2 separate regions of the Xenopus laevis genome follow, and region 2 is linked to region 1. A link is a contact called in public Hi-C data. All regions are on one chromosome and are shown on one strand. The core of a region is the stretch at or near the end of the contact, and the rest is flanking DNA. Distances in the headings are between cores, read along the strand shown. Region 1 overlaps apc.S (adenomatous polyposis coli homolog). Region 2 holds the start of apc.S (adenomatous polyposis coli homolog).

What was found. Hi-C and Micro-C count contacts between places; a contact is called where the count stands out from the background.
Region 2: a Hi-C map of the XTC cell line shows a contact between it and region 1, with 2.9 times the contacts expected there. The contact joins the promoter of apc.S here to the enhancer-like site in region 1. A contact is called at or near these places in 3 of 4 Hi-C or Micro-C datasets (the XL177 cell line, the XTC cell line and animal cap).

What each region holds. Positions count from the first base shown.
Region 1 is chr1S:161,119,104-161,123,873 of Xenopus_laevis_v10.1, reverse strand. It overlaps apc.S (adenomatous polyposis coli homolog), which reads left to right. Exons shown (of 17, transcript XM_018244324.2): 3 at 1,565-1,717; 4 at 4,630-4,714. The coding sequence starts at 1,583. Among protein-coding and RNA genes, the nearest start is that of apc.S, 37 kb to the left of the region's middle. Within about 2 kb of position 2,978, at least 1 of the 7 cell types and tissues checked has an H3K27ac peak or open chromatin away from gene starts, as enhancers often do.
Region 2 is chr1S:161,156,284-161,161,131 of Xenopus_laevis_v10.1, reverse strand. apc.S (adenomatous polyposis coli homolog) reads left to right here and starts at 2,873. Exons shown (of 17, transcript XM_018244324.2): 1 at 2,873-2,979.

The DNA of each region.
Region 1 (4,770 bases), core at 1,729-4,228:
TTTACCATTCACACTTTGTATTTTATAAATTGTGATTATATTTGCATTGTTTGCATTGATGTATGATCTTTATACATATATTTTTGAGTGTTTGTGAATGTAGAAGCTGCCATTAAATCTGTTGTGGTAATGTAGCTTTATGAAGTCCTGAATCAGACTTGCCCAACATTTCATTCTGAAACATTTTTTGTCAAAATGTGTAATGTTGGGTATAGTGATATAAATGTATTCAAAGAATAAAATGTTACCGAAATCCCTTTAATAGGTTGTAAATAACTGCGACAAAATAATTGTGTTAAAAGAAATTGTACTTCCAGCTAAATAATGTAGGTGAAATGTGTTCAGCTTTGCTATAAACATGTAAGGATTCTACTAGCCACACCAAATCTAATAGTGTTGGTTTTATTGTGTTAGCAAGATGTATATATATTTATAGTTTAGAGGTTGTGTAGCTAGGGCAAAAGTATCTATACTCTGTTGTTTTGGATCCATGTGAGTGTATCCCTTTAAGGCTTATATATGCTAAGCCCTGTAGTGTAAAGAAGAGCGCTATTTGAGCAGTTCTTACTTGCAGTTTTGTCCTCCCCCTCCCCACATCATTTATGCCCTTTACTAACACATGCACCCACAACATTCCATGATCTTTCTTGTTCTTGCATCCTTCTTCCAGTGTGTCACCCACTCTCTGAGGGGCAGGTTTATCAAAGGTCGAATTTTGAAGTTATGTGAATTTTTTTAACCTCTAATACATTCGAATGTACTTACAACTCGAATGAAAAACCTCAGATGTCAGGAAGGCAATTAACATCTTCAAATAGTTCAATGGACCTCTGCCATTGACTTGTTCATGAACTCGGCAGGTTTTAGGTGGCAAGTATCGAATTAGAGCTGTTTCCAGGGTCGATGTTTGATCAATCTCACATTCATATTCACGTGAATTCAAATTCGAATTTGCGAGTTTTGCCAAAAAAAAAGAAATTCAAAAATTCAAATTAGAATTTACCATTCGAACCTTAATAAATCTGCCCCATAATGTTCCGCACAGTGATGGTAACACAAGCTTATCGCAAGGGGTGGGCGGAGTAAACTATGAATATTTTCTTTTATACTTCACTTAACATGTGTGAAAGTGGACTTTTATGTAAAATGAATGCATTGATGTAAGTCAAATCTGCTTGTGGAATATTACTTCTAGGATTCCAATAATGGAACAACAGCAAGTTCAGCTTTGTTTAATGTTCAGGTACAATGTACAAAACACAGTGCTACGGATTATAATGATGTTATGGTGAGGTCAGTCATTGGCTTTGGCAAGCAGGGTTCTGTAGGAGGCCCTAGTAAACAAACTCTGTATAAACTTAAAATGCAGCAAGTAAGTGATTGTCGTGATTCTAAGTGGCTGTTTGTACTGCAATAGAAATTAACCCATTTGTTTCTTTTGACAGCAACAATTAACTTATTTTCAAAGAAAATGCTAACCGTCATTTACCTCTCAACTCGGCACCATGATGAGAAATTTGTAAATGCTTTTGATTTAAAAAAATCATTTTATGTTCCTGTGTAGGCCTGGGGGTAGCCCAGCATGGCTGCTGCTTCGTATGACCAGTTGTTAAAGCAAGTGGAGGCACTGAAGATGGAGAATACAAACCTTAGACAAGAATTAGAAGACAATTCCAATCATCTCACAAAACTTGAGTCAGAGGCATCAAACATGAAGGTAGGTTTCTTTATTTTTTTATTTTTTTTTTTTAACACCTACAAGGACCTAATCCAACCTAGCATAATGTAACAGTGGTCTGGCATTTCATGGTTGCAGGAAGTAAGAATTCATATATGCAAATAATCGCCCACTCCCTTTCCAACTGTATGGGCAGAGCACTGAATTGTCTGTGTCCATACGAAACTTCTTGTGAGCAGGTGTGAGAACCTCTGCATTGACACACAAGCTCTTTTAGCCGAGTAATCTTTTGTTGAAGATGTCTTATTAAAGGAAAACTATAAACATTGTAGGTCTCTCTAAAAAGATATTGCATAAAACAGCTCATATGTAAAACCCCGCTTCATGTAAATAAACCATTTTCATAATAATATACTTTTTTAGCAGTATGTGCCGTTGGGTAATCCTAAATAGAAAACTGGCATTTTAAAAAAAAAAAATAAGGGCTGCCCCCTGGGATCGTATGATTCACAGTGCACACAAACATACTGTTTGTTAGGTCACATGAGCCACTTGACAGAGTTCTGTCTTTTGCTTCCACACTTCTTCCTGTTTCAGTTAGAGTTGTAGTATTTCTGGTCAGGTGATCTCTGAGGCAGTACACAGACAATCGCGAAACAGTCGCAAGAGATGTAAACGGGCAATATTTACTTAAATATATATTCCAGCTTGATAAGATTATGTAATGACACTTTATTTGATATAAACTATCTGTTGCTCAAGTATTCATTTTTTTTTAAAAAGTCTGATTTTATTTAAAAAAAATCACGAATTTTTTGTGATTTTTGCATTCGAAGTTTATTAAATAACCTATGTGTACAGCACTGCATGTACAAGATGTGCTATAAAATATACATGCATATTTTGAATCCGTCTCCCTCACATAGTTTGAGGAATGTGTAACTTGGCAAGTAAAGTATACCCATACTGTACTGAGCACATTAATATACAATCATGGTAAATACTAATTAGGACATTTGATACAGTGTCCTTAAAATGGGCAAAATTGCATTGGTTTCCTAATGGCTTCTGTGTTGTGTTTATTACAGCGCAGTAGACTTGTTGGAGCATGGATTTCAATCATACTTTGCAGACTCGTTCCAGAGCAAGTTCTGTGCTTTGCAATCCACGTCCTCAGCACAGATAACACAGGGCACAAGCTGTGAATACTTTGGTTTTGCCACCAGCTATGAAGTGTCAGCACATAAAGCCACCAGCTGTGACATGATGCTTTCAGCAGTGAGCATCACAATGAACAATCGAATATTTATAGGGAACCCAGAAATAACGAGAGTTTTCTGATAAATCATAAATTCGTTCTTTTATCTGCATGTAGTAAAATTATACTTTGAATACTTTGGCTTGTATCATTTAGATCAGGGCTATCCAACTGGGGCCCGCAACCCCCCCACCTTTCTGTAGCCCCCCACATGCTGTGTCTGCTTATCATTTGTAAGCGTTAAAAGGTATCATCACTACAGAGATTGTTTAAACCTCAAATTCAGACTAATCCCCCTGTATTGTTCAAACCTGTGATCCCCCTGTATTGTTCACACTTGTGACACCTCTATTGTTTATATCCTAAAGGACTGTACTGTTCACACCTGAGATCCAGACTGAAACTGCCCAAATTGTTCACCTGTTCACACCTTATTCAAAATGCTAATGGGGCACCAGCACTGTGTCACTGTATGTAGTACATATTAGAATGATAGCTTTCCCTGTCTCCTGCTCTGTTCTGCCTTCCCTCCCTGTGTGTGCCATTTTCTGCTTGCCCAGTGCTGCTTGTGTGTACCATACTCAGTGCTGCTTGTGTGTGCCATTCTCTGCTTGCCCAGTGCTGCTTGTGTGTGCCATTCTCTGCTTGCCCTACGCTACCTGTGGGTTTAAGCCTGTTAAGGGTTTGTTTTTGGGGTTATTAGCATTTGGAAATTGTTGTTAAGGACCCCTAAGGTGTTTAATCATGTGTTGGGGGGTTGTTGTATTATCCACAGGGGAGGATGAGGCATATGGATCTAAGGGTATGTTTTAACATGACTTCAATTTTTCACATATAAGTGATGAGGGATTTCCCTGCAGTGAGCACCAACCATTTGGTTTTTTGGTGTGCTACCACCTTTAATGTGGATATGATCTTAAAAGTTCTTGTGGTAACATGGTTGTGTATTACAGTGGGTGTGGTTTAAAAGAGGGAGTGGTCAACACTGACTTCTATTATTGGCCCTCCACAACATAGGCCAGTAAAAATTTTGGTCCTTGGTACCAACAATTTGGTTCGCTATTCGGCCGAATCTTTCGTGAAGGATTTGGGGGTTCGGCCGAAGGATATAGTTGGGAAATTGTAAAAATGGAAAGAGTAACTATATATAAGCTAATTAGAAATTTCTTGTTCCTTGTTAAATGGTCACAGCAGAATGAAATTTCCTTAGGAGCAAAGCTTGTGTGTCCTTGAAGGAATTGTACTTGTAAACACTCTGCTTTAGGCAGGGATCTGTGATACATTATCCACTATTAAACAGTATAATCAATGTGCTATTGTTCTATGAGCAAGGTCATTGGTAAGAAAATCCAGCACTTGGTTCCCTAGGGTCTTCATTCTCTTGACTGTGCATCATAATGGACATAAAATGGACTGTTGCCTTGTATTTTACAGCATAATGTAAAATCAGGAATATTACTCCAATTAGAAGTCCTTGTTGTAGTATGGTACCCATGTGTCTTATTGCTTTCCTTACTTCTATCATTTGTATTTCTACCTCAACTAAACAGCAGTGACATTTATTTAGGTTTGCGGTATAGACTAGTATTTCATTGAAATGACTTTTCTTCTTCAGTTGCTCTTTTTGTTTTCTTTGCTATGCATGCAAAATGGTGACTATAGGATACTTATTTCACGTTCATATTTAATGCAGGATGTTCTAAAGCAGCTGCAGGGAAGTATTGAGGATGAGCCAATGGCTTCTTCTGGCCAGATTGATCTGCTGGAACGTCTTAAAGGTAACAACTAGTTACATTAGCATTTTTCTTCAATATTTCCCAGGCACCTCTACTTG
Region 2 (4,848 bases), core at 1,624-4,123, 37 kb before region 1:
ATGGTATGCCAAGCTTGAATTTAATGACAAAATAGATGCTTATGACAGAAAGCTGGATTTTATGGCACAAGATTCATTCTATAAACAAAACAATTTCACAAAACCGTTAAAATATCCATTCAGTGAAACAATACTGTCAGTCACATTAATGAATCAATAAGAACAAAGCTTATTGCCCTATAAAAAACAATGAAAAGTTGCCATCTAATGTCCCCTGTGCTGCACAGCAATACACATGAACACAAAACAAACACTACAGGTTCTTAAAGGGGTGTTTATTTTATGTTACATAATGGCCCATTCTAAGCAACTTTTCAGTTGGTCTTCATTATTTATTTTTTGTAGTTTTTGAATTATTTGCATTTAAATTCCATTTGTAAATGCTATCTTATTAGATAGGTAGGTATGTAGCTCCATATTGTCAAATGTCATAGTTACACTGGAATGCTAAAAATTATATTTCTGTGCTGCATTTACAGTACATCACATATATGTTTTCTCTTACTCAGGTGGCTTTGTGCACACTACATACACTTGCAACTTATAAAGAAGAGGTGAATAGTTAATAATCATATAATGAAAAGAGATCATGTTCACATCCCAATTCATATATCGATAGATCTAAAATTCTTGGCTCAGGAGTTACACACACAAATTCATGCACAGTGCAGAAATAAATAGAAATTTAGTTCCATCAAATAACCTGTGTCCCATTTCAGTCTGATTACACTTTTGGGTGGGTGTGAACAGGGCTGATATCAGAGATCTTGGGGTGCCATAGGACAAAATGGGCCTTGCCCACCTCATCGCACCCCACAGTAAAAAGCCACACAGACATGAGTGTTAAAAGAGTAAAAACTATTTGGCCAAAGGATTATTACGCCTGCCACTATGTCAAGATAGACTCTTTAAGCAGGTGCCTACTTTAACCTAAATTGCATTTAGTTTTAGAATTTCCATTTCTAATGTACAATTAAGAGTCATTTGGTTTAATCCCTTAATCAAAAAAAATAACCAATGGTGGCCAATATGCCCTACACAAGTAAAAAAAAACATTGATGGCTAGGGCTCTGAAATAGAGCAATGCTAATTTAGAAAAACAATTTCTTATTTTGTATTGATTTGCTTTTTTTGTTGCTGTAATAAAAATAAATTGTTATTGCACTTGATATTAACTAAGCCATCCTGAGGTAACTATCTTAGTATTTAAATGGTTTTCATTTATTGGGCAGATTATTGTTTCGGTTTCCCAATGCTGAAAACTGAAAAGAAATTTGAGACCCGAACAGGCCTTAGAAAAACTGAGCAAACTCCCCTCAAATTAATTGTATATGGCTGGGCCAGCACTAGGGTTGCCACCTGGCCCGTAAGAATGATGTTTGATCCCAACGTTATTAATAGGAAAAAAAGATAAATTTATAGGAAGGCCGGTATTTTTTTCCAGTAAAGGTGGCAACCCTAGCCATCACTATAACCTCACCAAAAGGGAGGAGCCCTGCCTAATGTCTGACCTGCTACCCTCTTGAATCCTGTTGTGGGGGCTCACCTGGTTGGCCCAGACGTATTTAGGTCAACTAGCACTGGGGTTGCCACCACAGGCAGGGGGCGGCCCGGTGACATAGGGGCCTGGGCGTGTGACATGGAGAGGTGAGGCGGCTATCAGGGGCTGGACTGCTGACGCGGTGATTAGCGACTGGCTTATCGCCATGTCATTCACCTCATTCAATGTCCTGTTTCCTAATTCGGAAATCCGGACATCAATTCAAAAAACTGGGCTGTCCGGGTGAAATCCAGACAGGTGGCAACCCTAACTGGCACACATCTCATTCTTATCACTAAATTACAAACTCTTAAACCTCTGGAATTATTTAACTCAGGGTTGGACTGGGCCAGCGGGACACTGGGAAAAACCCAGTGGGCTCCCAGCCCTTGTGTACCCCGCTGGGCCAGATCCGCGATCTGCAGGCTCCTTCCTGCTGCATCCACCGGACAAATGTAGTGTATGTGTGTGTGCGCCACAGCAGTGGGGGCCGGGGGTCCAAAGGAGGCCCCCCAGTCAGACCCTGATTTAACTAATGACATAACGACACTTAGGATTTAAATTTTCTTTTATTCTGCAAATCAAGCAAACAAAATAAACGTTTTTGCATTAAAGACCATCACTGACTTGAACAACGACAATTTTAATACAACAATTTTAGGGGGGTATAATGGTTCAGTTGGATGTTAAATAACACTTCACTTGAGTTCTATTATTCACAAAAGTCAAAACACTTTTTGAAATGACACACACACACACACACACACATTCAAAGTCCTAGCGCACACCAGAGCTGCATTATCCATATTCCATTGAGAAAGGTGCACACCAGGATTTTTCAATTAAAACTTCATATTTATTGAATAAGTTTAAAACGGGAACCAGCCAACGTTTGTGTCTTTCTCTAAGACCTTTATCAAGACGGTCCTGATAAAGGTCTTAGAGAAAGACCGAAACGTTGGCCGGTTCCTGTTTTAAACTGATTCAATAAATATGAAGTTTTAATTGAAAAATCCTGGTGTGCACCTTTCTCAATGGAATATATATATATATATCTATCTATATCTATCTATCTATATCTATATATCTATATCTATATAAAACTATTGAATACCGAGGCCAGCAACTAAAAAAATATAACAAATATCTGTGAATTTAATTTTTACTTTTCCACTAAACATTTACATGTAACAAGAACAATGAAATGAATTGCAGCGTCCAGAGACATATTTCTGTCTGTAGCTGCTATTACAGTTGTCCCACTTTTTGGCCTGTCTATATTCTTATGATACATCGGCTCACACAAGTCAGCTACGTGGTGCGTCAGTGCGCTTACGTGTGGTCGTGACGCCAGTCTCGCGAGATGAGACTTGTGGCGCTGAGATTTTTTTTTTAAGGCAGGAGACTAGGAGCCTGCAGTGAGCAGTTTTGCGGCAGCTGTAAGTAGCGATGTGGTGCTGTTGGGCTCTGTCAGAAGAAGCGGGACTGTTGGGCAGTATGAAAGCTGTGTAAGGGAAGAACATGTAGTCAGTCACCTTAGTAGCCGCCCTGCCTTCCGATTGTCTGCAGGTCACTAACAGCAGCAGGGGACCCGATAATCCAAGTAAGAGCAGCACAGCCGGCCCCTAACCCACCGAACCCTTGATGACTGTACCCCCAGTCCCCTACTGATGGCGGCTGTGAGGCTGACGCTTATTCTATGTTGATGGAAGGTAGAGCCTGTGAGACTGGCCAGACAAAGCATGGCTGAATAATAAGCATAGAAACTATTGGGGATAACTTTACCAACTGGTATTATGTGACTGCTCTACTTTAGTATCATTTGCTGAAGGACTGGGCATTGGGCGAATGACTTGACTATGCTTGGTATAGGGGTGTCCCTGGACAACTTAGCACCCTGGGCAGTAACCTATGGCAACCAGTTTTTCTTTGGCATTGGTTGTTTTGTTGCAGCTGGATGAAGTAAACAAAGCACTGATTGACTTCACTGGTTTACTGCCTAGTATTGGCAAATTACAATGACACCCTCTCCATGAAAGGCTGTTAAGGTGGCCATAGACGCAAAGATCCTATCGTACGAACCGAGGATTCGTACGATTTTCGGACCGTTTGTGGAGAATCCTGACATTTTTTGTCTGGCGGAGATCGGTCGTTTAGTCGATGGGACAGGTTGGATTTTGTCCTGTCGGAGCCCATTGCGCTCTCAGGGTTGAACGTTCACATTAGCCCCGATATAGCAATGCCCCTTAGTGGCGTATCAGGGAAAGATCGGCTTGTTTGGCGTTGTCGCCAAACGAGCGGATCTTCTCGTCTATGGCCACCTTAACACAAGGACGGTTTTTCCTGCGCTCACCTGCGTTGCGCTTTCTTCCGTTCAGCCGCAGGGGAGCGCAGGAGTAGACACACTTAATTATTGTGAAGCTGTACTCGCACAGAATCATGTAAGTGGCGAACGCAGCATGTTGCATTTCACCTGCATTCGACGCATACAAGCGTCTGTGTGAGTACAGCCCCCTTCACAATAATTGAGTGCGTCTACTTCTGCGCTCCCCTGCGGCTGAATGGAAGAAAGCGCAGCCCAGGGGAGCACAGGAAAACCGCCTGTATGTAAGAGCCCTAATTGTATTGTAGTCAGGGAAATGTGGTGCAGAGGAGACCTGAGCAGCGGCTTTGCAGAAGGGGAATAGTCAAATGGATTGGGTATCTGTGACTGGAATAGGGTAAGTGCCATAACTGGTACAATAACTAAGCAATGGAATGTTCTAATCAATGTCTCATCATCCTTTCAAGTTGTTAATACATGATTTGACAAGATATCTGCCAATGCAACATGTACCATATTTCCAAATAATATATTGTGTGTTAAAACTCTTTCGGTGTGATGCTGTAAGAAAGCTTTCCTCCTGTACGCAGATCAGATTTATAATTCAAAAGTGTTAGAGGGAAAATCAAGTCTTGAAAAGAAAAATTCATTCTGTCATGATTTTTATAATGTAGTTTTTATTTCTAAATTACATTGTTTACACTGCAAATAATTCACTCTACAATATAAAATGTAGTTTCTGAACCAGCAAGTGTATTTTTATTTAGTTATAATACTGGTGTGTAGGCAGCCATCTCAGGTCATTTTGCCTGGTCATGTGCTTTCAGAAACGGCCATCACTTCAGGATGGAACTGTTTTCTTTGAGGCTGTTGTTTCTCCTACTCACTGAATGTGTCGCAGTGGGACCTGGATTTTGCTATTGAGTGTTGTTCTTAGATGTACCAGGTAACTGTTGTGTTAGAGAGATGCTATCTACTTACCTTC